2 separate regions of the Muntiacus reevesi genome follow, and region 2 is linked to region 1. The links are chromatin contacts, called in public Hi-C maps. All regions are on one chromosome and are shown on one strand. Each heading gives the region's core, a stretch centred on a gene start, on an enhancer-like site or on the middle of the called end of the contact. The rest is flanking DNA. Distances are from core to core; before and after follow the strand shown.

Region 1 (4,794 bases), core at 1,860-4,359:
CCTCCTCCTCACAAGGCTGGCTCTCGGGCCAGAGCCCTGCAGTTTTTAACTAGATCGTAGCCTCTATGGGGTCACACAGAGTTGGACACGACTGACGGGACTTAGCAGCAGCAGCAGCCTTGTAGAAGGAGAGTGGCCTCTCCTTTCCACAAACAGCTCTGTTAGCAGAATACCTGATCTGGGCAGGGCGCAGACGTTTTGGTGTCCCCTCCAAATGGGGAAACTGAGGCTCAGCGGGGTCAGATTGCTTTCTGCCCCCACCCCTCATATTCCTGGCCCCTCTTGGAATCTGTGCCCCCTCCCTTGTCATCCGTTCCTCCCACACCATCCTACATAGGTTCCTGGGCTGGCCTGGGTGGGTCCTCATTACCCATCACTAAACCTCTGAAGCAGAAGGGAAACTGAGGCACTGAGGGTACATGTGACTTCCTGAGACTCAGCTGGAATTGGAACCCTGCTTCCTTTTGGAAAACAGCTCTGGAGGGAGGAGGCCTTGGGTCCTGTGGTTTCCCCCTCCCTGTGACACTCAGCGTCCTCCTTTACAGACTGGCAGGGTTCACTGTCTGCTGCTGTCCTTGTTTGGTGGTGGAAACATAATTAACTGAACCTCTGAGGCCTGAGTGCTGGGTCCTGGGCTGGCCTCCGAGAGGGCCTGAGTCCGGCTTCCGTCTGTGGCCTCTCATTCCGCTGGGCGTCAGGCCCAGCCGAGGGTGACAGGGTTCCTAAGGGAGGTAGCACTGGGTGCCGAGGCTGCAGGTAGAGTGAGGACCCCTCCTGACAGGCAGGGGCTCCTTTCTCTACAGTCTTGGCAACTTGGTCGTTCAGCTCTCTTTAGCAATCACCGTGGTGATAGCCCACGCCCTGCTATCTGCCCCATTTTTCAGAGGGGAGACAGAAACCTAGGGAGATAAAATCCCTGTTGACAGCTAGTGGCTGGCAGAAGCCTGATTAGAACATGACTGAGTCCCAAACCCGGTCCTCAGACGTGAGACTGGGTGCACACAGCCTTGATGGTCAGCACCCAGGCAGCACTTCCGCTCTGGAAGGACCGCAGTGAGACAGGTTGCTGTGCGTGCACAAAGGACCAGGCTGAGAACGCGGCGAGGAGAGGGGCAGGAAGGCTTCCTGGAGGAGGTGGTGCCTTGAGTTGGGTAGCAGAGCCCTAAATGGAGCAGGATAGGACGAAGGGCCTTCCGGGCCGTAGGCGTCGCAGGGGCAAAGTGCTGGGAGAGGACTTGGAGCCCTGGGGCACAGGCTCTGATCCCATCCGTGTCGCCGTTCCCGCAGCCCTCCTCGCCGGACCTGGACCGTATCGCGGCGAGCATGCGCGCACTGGTGCTGCGGGAGGCCGAGGACTCTCAGGTCTTCGGGGACCTGCCGCGGCCACGGCTCAACACCAGCGACTTCCAGAAGCTGAAGCAGAAATACTGAGGCCCAAGGAGCTTCCCGGCCCGGCGTCCGTCCCACCCATACACTACACCCCTGTCCCGCCCCCGGGGCCCGCCAATCCGAGTCAGATCCGGGACCGGCCTCCCACGCCCGGGCCACCAGGATTGACCAGTCCCTGCAGATTCCCGCCACCCTTCCAGCCCACAACTCCCGCGCCGCCGAGCGAGGCCTATCCAATTTCCGGATTGGGTCTGTCTGCTCTCTGCCCAGCGACAGATTTCTTTCTAGTAAGGAATTGGCTCGCTCTGCGACCGGGGCGTGGCTAATTCGCAAGGAGTTGGCTCCATTCCCGAAAGAGTCAAGCTCCAGAATTGGGTAATCGTTCTCCACTTCAGCATAGCGAATGGACAGCTCCTTCATTTGATTGACTTGAACACTGTAAAGGGCTTGACCAATCTCCCGAGAGACTCATCCACCCTTCTTGAGTTCCCCCATTTGATTGGCTCTAGCCTCCTGGGGGCGTAGCCAACTCCTCCTGTACCCAGGATTGGCCTGTGGCGTTACATTTACGTTCTTTACACTACTGGGACTGGCGTTGATTTTCGCCGAAGTCCCGACAATTGTCCCTCTGGCCCCCTCAGGGATGGCCTGATCCGGTTCTTGCGTCTGATACCCTCTCATTGGTTACATCCCACAACTGCCTGCCAATCAAACCCGTCCTTGCATCCAGGACGTTACCAGCTCCCGCCCCTCTCCCCCCACCCCCAACAGGTGCCTTAAAGGGCCCTCGTCCACCCAAGGTGGGGGGCAGGGGGCCTCACTCTCCGGCCCTGGTTTGGGGGAGAGAGTCGGGGGTGGGGATCGGGAGTTGGGAGGGGCGCTCTGAGATTAAAGAGTTTTACCTCTGACAAATGAATATGAAGTGTGTTCTGGGTATTCATTCAACATTTTTCGAAGCCAAATGAGCAGGTCTCATTGCTTCTCAATGCAAAGTTGGGAACTGGATTCGTTCCCACTTTACAAACAAGAAAAGGTAGATACACAGGGTGGAAGGAAGGATTCCATTCCTGTGTGATCGTGGGATCCCAATCTTCAGGGCTGTAAGTTTCGGAATGATAATAGTTTTGAGTCGGTCTCCTGAGCCCACATAAGTGCCCAGGAAAAGCCAGGAACCCCCAGCTGAGGCCGGGAAGTTTCGGACTAATGTAAGACAGCTGGAGGTAAAAGAACAAATGGCTTCTGGTCTGAGGATGCAGACGCGTAATCCCCTTCTCTCATCAGATCACCACCGATGGAATGCTAACAACAGACAAGACTTCAATAGGGTAAACTATTACCTAGACGCCTTTAAAAGTTATTTACATGTACTAACTCGATCTTCTTTGTAACCCCACAAAGTGAAAACGATTATCCTCACACTGTAGATGAGAAAACTGCAGCATTGCAGGGTAGGGCTGCTGTCCCGGCAAGGTTTCGTCAACTGACAATAACCTTAAAGAGAAATTCCTCCTGCTGTAACTATCTCCGTCGAAAGAAATGAAAGACTTCAACGCGGAAAGAGGAAAATCTGTGAGCGTGGAATCCACTCCCCCCTACTGGCTTGAGTCTCATACTGCCAGCAGGGGAGATGAAGGTCAGAGATGCAGAGAGACCTTAGGGTCCCTGGGCCTGAGGGGCGGGGCTTACGCCGCAGCGGCGCCAATGCCCCGCCCACTTCGGTAGGAAGAGTCATTTCCGTGGGCGGAGAGACAGTAGCCAGCCGAGTCGCCGGCACAGCGCCTCCGGCAAGAGCTCCCTGGTCGGAAGTGGCAAATGAGCCAAGCGGTGGGCAGGGGTGAGCGTGGGGCCGAGGCGAGAGCGCGAGTTTTTCGGCCTTTGCCCTGGAAAGCTGGGGTCCAAGCTCCAGGAGGTAGAGTGGGGCGTCGTCGCCTGGGAAACCGAGCTATTCCCGAGGCCGACGAGTGGGTGGGACTTCCGGAACCTTTAGCGGAAGAAGGGAATTCCTAGTGGAGGGGGCGGAAGGAGGCGGGACTTCCTGTAGCAACTGCGGGCTGCCACTCAAACCTGTTCCTCTATTTCCCCTTAGGCCGACTCCCAGAATGGCCAGGCTGGAGGCCCAGGGTCGCCTGTGGCTGGAGAGCCCCGCTGGGGGAGCTCCTCCCATCCTCCTGCCCCCAGACGGGCAAGCTCTGATTCTGGGCCGGGGACCCTTGACGCAGGTTACCGACCGGAAGTGCTCCCGAAACCAGGGTAGGCGGGGCGGGGCCTGAGCTGGACCGGGTGGTGTGGCGTGCTTAACGAGCGGGAACACAGGCAGTTGGAAAGATAGACAGGAGGGGATATGCTTGGCCACCATGCGGAACTGCGTGGTGCGGCCAGTCCCGAAGTTGGTAGGTGCCCCCTGTGGAGAGCACAGAAAGAAAAAAGGGTATTCCTGACCTGGGTTTAGCCAGACACCTTGGACGGGAGCGGATGGAGCCCATCCCGAGACACCTGTCACTGGGCAGAGAAGGATACTCACAAGCTACCGCGAAGACTTGAATGAGGCCACGACCCTTGTTAAGCAGAGAGCCGGTTCTGTGGAAAAAAGTGCATATTGTTAAGCAGAGATGGGTGGTAGCGGGCCAAGCCCGGAATCTGCACCTTGTCAAAGGCCTGCGTTGTCAAGGAGAAGCCATATCCACACAGAAAAATACCTGCCGTGTCCCTAGGCGAGGACTAGTGTCCCAGGTAATTGTAAGGCCTTTATCTGGCTACTGCATGTCAAGGAGCGAGCCAATCCTACTTAGAAAATAAATTGCTTCCTCCTGCCGAATGGGTGCTATGGCCCCATCCTGTGGTTTGAAGCGGAGTGTGCTCCCCAGTAAGGAGGGAAGCAGTCACTCAAGGATTCAGGTCCTGACTCCACCCCTTCCATCTTCAGTGGAGCTGGTCGCTGACCCTGAGACTCGGACGGTGGCAGTGAAACAGGTACCGATTCCATAACTAGAGGCAGCGGGCCTAGGGGTGGCGGTGGAGGATATGGAGAATCGCCACCCAGCGGGGAACGGGCCCACTTGGGAAAACCAGACTCTGGGAGGGGAACAGGTGTGGCTCGCTGCAATCGGGCAAACATCCATCCGCATTTAAATTGGGTAAGACTGGAGGCTGCTAATCTTCCCAGAGCCTGATTGGCGGTACACCAACGGGGCTAAAGGGTCTGATTAGCTGGTGGAGAAGGGCGAGTCCTTTCCCGGGTTATTTGATTGGAGGAGGTTGCCGGGGGTGGGGCCAGCTCCAGTTACTGCCTCTCTCTACAGCTGGGAATTAACCCCTCAACTGCCGGGACCCAGGAGCTGAGACCGGGTTTGAAGGGCTCTCTGGGGGTGGGGGACACGCTGTATTTGGTCAATGGCCTCCACCCGC
Region 2 (4,840 bases), core at 899-3,398, 150 kb before region 1:
CAGTTCAGTCCAGTCGCTCATTCATGTCCAACTCTTTGCAACCCCATGAACTGCAGCACTCCATGCCTCCCTGTCCATCACCAACTCCCAGAGTTTACTCAAACTCATGTCCTTTGAGTCGGTGATGCCATCCAACTATCTCATCCTCTGTTGTCCCCTTTTCCTCCTGCTCTCAATCTTTCCCAGCATCAGGATCTTTTCAAATGAGTCAGCTCTTCGCATCAGGTGGCCAAAGTATTGGAGTTTCAGCTTCAACATCAGTCCTTCCAATGAACACCCAGGACTGATCTCCTTTAGGATGGACTGGTTGATCTTGCAGTTCAAGGGACTCTCAAGAGTCTTCTCCAACACCACAGTTCAAAAGCATCAATTCTTCAGCACTCAGCTTTCTTTGTAGTCCAACTCTCACATCCATACATGACTACTGGAAAAACCATAGCCTTGACTAGATGGACCTTTGTTGACAAAGTAATGTCTCTGCTTTTTAATATGCTGTCTAGGTTGGCCATAACTTTCCTTCCAAGGAGTAAGCATCTTTTAATTTCATGACTGCACCATCTGCAGTGATTTTGGAGCCCCTCAAAATAAAGTCTGACACTGTTTCCACTGTTTCCCCATCTATTTGCCATGAAGAGCAATATTGCGTAGGAACCTGGAATGTTAGGTTCATGAATCAAGGCAAATTGGAAGTGGTCAAACAGGAGATGGCAAGAGTGAACATCGACATTCTAGGAATCAGCGAACCAAGATGGACTGAAATGGGTGAATTTAACTCAGATGACCATTATATCCACTACTGTGGGCAGGAATCCCTGAGAAGAAATGGAGTAGCCATTATAGTCAACAAAAGAGTCCGAAATGCAGTACTTGGATGCAATCTCAAAAACGACAGAATGATCTGTTCGTTTCCAAGGCAAACCATTCAGTATCACAGTAATCCAAGTCTATGGCCCGACCAGTAACACTGAAGAAGCTGAAGTTGAACAGTTCTATGAAGACCTACAAGACCTTTTAAAACTAACACCCAAAAAATATGTCCTTTTCATTATAGGGGACTGGAATGTGAAAGTAGGAAGTCAAGAAACACCTGGAGTAACATGCAAATTTGGTCTTGGAGTACAGAATGAAGCAGGGCAAAAGCTAATAGAGTTTTGCCAAGAGAACGCACTTGTCATAGCAAACACTCTCTTCCAACAACACAAGAGAAGACTCTACACATGGACATCACCAGATGGCCAACACCGAAATCAGATTGATTATATTATTTGCAGCCAAAGATGGAGAAGCTCGATACAGTCAGCAAAAACAAGACCAGGAGCTAACGAAAAGCAAAGGAGAAAAGGAAAGATATAACCATTTGAATGCAGAGTTCCCCCCAAGTTGCCAGCATCCAAAATAAAGCATATTTTCTTCTCCACCAGCCTTGTCTCTTTATTGGCTTTTGAGCAGCAAGCAGTGTGATCCCACTTTCACTTACAGAAATAGAGGAAAGTTTCCTACAGGAGGCTATTAGAGCTTTTCCTGCAAGAAAAGTAGGAATTTTCCAAAAGTAGAAGAGAGAGGATATTGTGGACAGAGGGGACAGAAAATACAAAGATCAAGAGATGGGAACTATTAATAACGACGTAGATGGTGTTTTACTGGCGTTACTTAGTTCAACCTATTCAAACCTCACAACCCAACGCAGAGGATATTTTTTATCTCCCCCTCTACAGTGGAACTGAACCAAACAGGAAGGCGGTTGCCCAGGAAAATTGAACAATTAAGTAACAGGCTCGATTCATTCCCCATCAGTGCTGTCTTGAAGACTTTTACTTTAGCAAGAGGTAGTTCAGTTAGATGGGTTAACTTGCCTATGACGTCGTCTTCTGTGGAGGACAGTGAAAGACTCCGGCTATAAGAGGAACACTCACTGTGCCAGTAGAGCCATACATTTCCCAAATACTATGTTTTCAGGAGCTGCAAAGCAGCTATCTACACTGTTCTCTCTCCCGACCTTCTATTTCTGGACTCCATTTCCCAGCATTCCCACGCTCTCAGAGACCCGAGGCCTGGAGGAGCGTGAGCCGCAATGGTTTTCGGGAAATGTGGTCCAGTTTGCGAAACCGAGTTTAAAGTACCGGGACTTGTACCGCGCAGGCGCTCTCCGGGGCTCGAAGGAGGGCGGGAAGGCCTGGCCGTCGTGCACCACCCGCGGGGGCGCACAGGTGAGTTCGGATCTGGTGGACCCGAGAGGTAGCAGCTGGGTGTGGGCTGGCCCAAGCAGGCAGGCAGGCACGTAGGGGGCGGGCCAGAGTCCGCCTGGGTGGGAGGGGAAGGGCCCTGTGGGCAGCGCCCCGCCCCCTCCTGTCGCTCGCGAGGCGGCCCCAGAACCGACTGCCTTCCACTCAGCGCGCAGGAATTGGGCGCCTGCTGTTTGCGAGGAGTCTATCCAAGTGCAGAAATGTTGCGATTTCCTAGAAAGGAGAGTGTACCAGTTCTTCACTTGGCAGGTGAAGAAAGAGGCCAGGGAGATTCCGAGGCTTCTCCCAGATCCCAGAGCTGATGAGTGGTCGACCTGGGCTCACGCCCAGGGATGTCCAACCCCAAAGCCCCAGCCTGCTCTGCACGGTCACGCCCTCGGTGCCTGTCCTGATCCTGAGCGTCTGTTCCCCTCTCTTTGGGTCTCGTCTTCCCGCTCTAATATCCCACCATCACCCTAATCCCCATTCTGTCTCCCTCTCTCTCCCTAGGTCTCTGCTTCTTTATCTCTGAGTCTGTCCCCTTCTCTCTGGGTCTCTGTGTGCCCCCCGGCCCCATAAGTCTCTGTGTTTTTTCTAAAAACAAAGTTTCGGTTTCCTTCAAAACCATTGCATCACGATCACACGAGGAAGTGAACATCGATACAATACAATTGATTAGCTACTCTGCAAGCTTTCTTCAGACTTCGGTAATTGTCCTAATAATGTCCTAAATGGCAAAAGAAAAATCCCATATCATGCACTGCATTCGTGGTCCTATCTGTTTAGTCTCTGTTAACCTGGAGACGGAACCTCCGTTCAGTCTTTTTTTGACCTTCATCGATCTTGACCTTCATCGATCTCAGCAATCCTGAAAATAACACACCGTGTGCTTCTAGACGGTCCCTCAGTTTAGACATGTTGGAAGTTCCCTCGTGTTTAGATTTAGATCACATGCTTTTGGCAGGAATACCTTAGGAATGATACTGTGTCCTTAACAGACCAACAGCCTGTGATGTCAGCTTGGCCATCACCGGTCACATTGGTCTTGATCACTTGGCTAATGTGTCTGCCAAGTTTCTCTGCTTAAAAATTACCTTCATTTTATAATTACAGTAATCACCTTCCCCTTGGAGCATACACTCCAAGATCCCCAGTGGATGGCTGAAATCTCGGAAAGTACTGAACCCTCTATATACCATTGTTAACTAAAGAATAAAACAACCAATTATTTTACCAGCAAAATGGGCTTATTCAAGAATAACAGAGAATTGTAATTCTGGAAAAGAAGGTTATAGCAAAAGCCATTTTAAGTTCAACAAATGAGAGAGGGAGCTTTATTTTATAGAGAAAGAAACAAAACAAGGAATTCGGGAAGAGTTGTTTCTAACAAAAGTCCATTGGAGAAAAGTGAAAGTTCCAGGTGATTATGGTTTCTCATTGGCCTAGTTGCTGCTGTAGTTAATTTCTCGAAGGAGATACAGTGTACATCTTTTCCAGTTTTATGTGTGTTCAGTTGCTAAGTTATGTCCAGTTCTTTGCAACTGTAGCTTGTCAGGCTCCTCTGTCCTTGGAAATCTCCAGGCAAGAATACTGGAGTAGGTAACCATTCCCTCCTCCAGGGGATCTTCCTGATCCAGAGATTGAACCTGCGTCTCCTGCACTCCCAGCAGATTCTTTACCATCTGAACTGCCAGGGAAGCCCCACTTTAAATGAGGTTCCCCTTTATTAATTTTCACACCATGTTTCTTCTAAACAGTTGTACCTATGATGAAGTTGTATTGATAAATTAGGCACAGTAAGAGATTAAAGGTAATAATTGTATATTATAACAATATAGTATAATAAAACTTTTATGAATATCATCTCTCAAAAAACCTCATTGTACAAATTTAATGCCTCTTGCACTAAGCTCTTAGGCACTGTGACTAACTTTTGCAGGTGGACTTTTTTTTTTCTTTTGGCTGTGCCACGAGGCTTGCGAGATAATCCCTGACCAGGGATTGAACCCGGGGCTGTGGCAGTGAAAGTGTCCTAACTACGGGATGCCAGGGAAGTCCTGAATTTCTTTTTCTTTCTTCACAATTTCACGGTTAGAAGATTAATTCTTACCATAGCTCTTAGCAACCTCGGCATGATTTTTTTCTTCTTTCTTTATTAAGTTGAAAACTTTCACCTTTTCACTTCAAGCTTCTTTTTGGCATATTCAAGTGGCCAGCATCAGCATGACTACTCTTTAGCTTTGGGGCCATTATTAAGTAAAATAAGGGCTACTTGAACACAGGCAGTGTGATACTTCAAGAGTCAATCAAGACAACTAAGTGGCTATCACACAGGATGGGGCTTCCCAGGTGGCTCAGTGGTAAAGAATCTGCCTGCCAACACAGGAGACACGGGTTCGATCCGTGGGTCAGGAAGATCTCCTGGAGTAGGAAGTAGCAACCAATTCCAATGTTTTTGCCCGGAGAATCCCATGGACAGAGGAGCCTGGTGGGCTACAGTCCATGGGGTCACAAAAGAGTTAAGACATGACTGAGCTACTGAACATCTGGCAGGATGCACTGGACAAGGGGATGATTCACATACCAGGTGGGACAAAGCTGGACAGAATGGTGTGTGA

What was found. A called contact is a pair of places that touch in the nucleus more often than the background predicts.
Region 2: a Hi-C map of muscle shows a contact between it and region 1, with 5 times the contacts expected there. The contact joins the promoter of LOC136161573 here to the promoter of PNKP in region 1. A contact is called at or near these places in 2 of 3 Hi-C or Micro-C datasets (blood and muscle).

What each region holds. Positions count from the first base shown.
Region 1 is chr2:268,246,376-268,251,169 of mMunRee1.1, reverse strand. PNKP (polynucleotide kinase 3'-phosphatase) reads left to right here and starts at 3,109. Exons shown (of 17, transcript XM_065926528.1): 1 at 3,109-3,223; 2 at 3,476-3,639; 3 at 4,313-4,359; 4 at 4,689-4,794. The coding sequence starts at 3,489. AKT1S1 (AKT1 substrate 1) reads left to right here. Exons shown (of 5, transcript XM_065926533.1): 5 at 1,288-2,286. The coding sequence ends at 1,431.
Region 2 is chr2:268,395,273-268,400,112 of mMunRee1.1, reverse strand. LOC136161573 (zinc finger protein 135-like) reads left to right here and starts at 2,148. Exons shown (of 5, transcript XM_065926558.1): 1 at 2,148-2,207.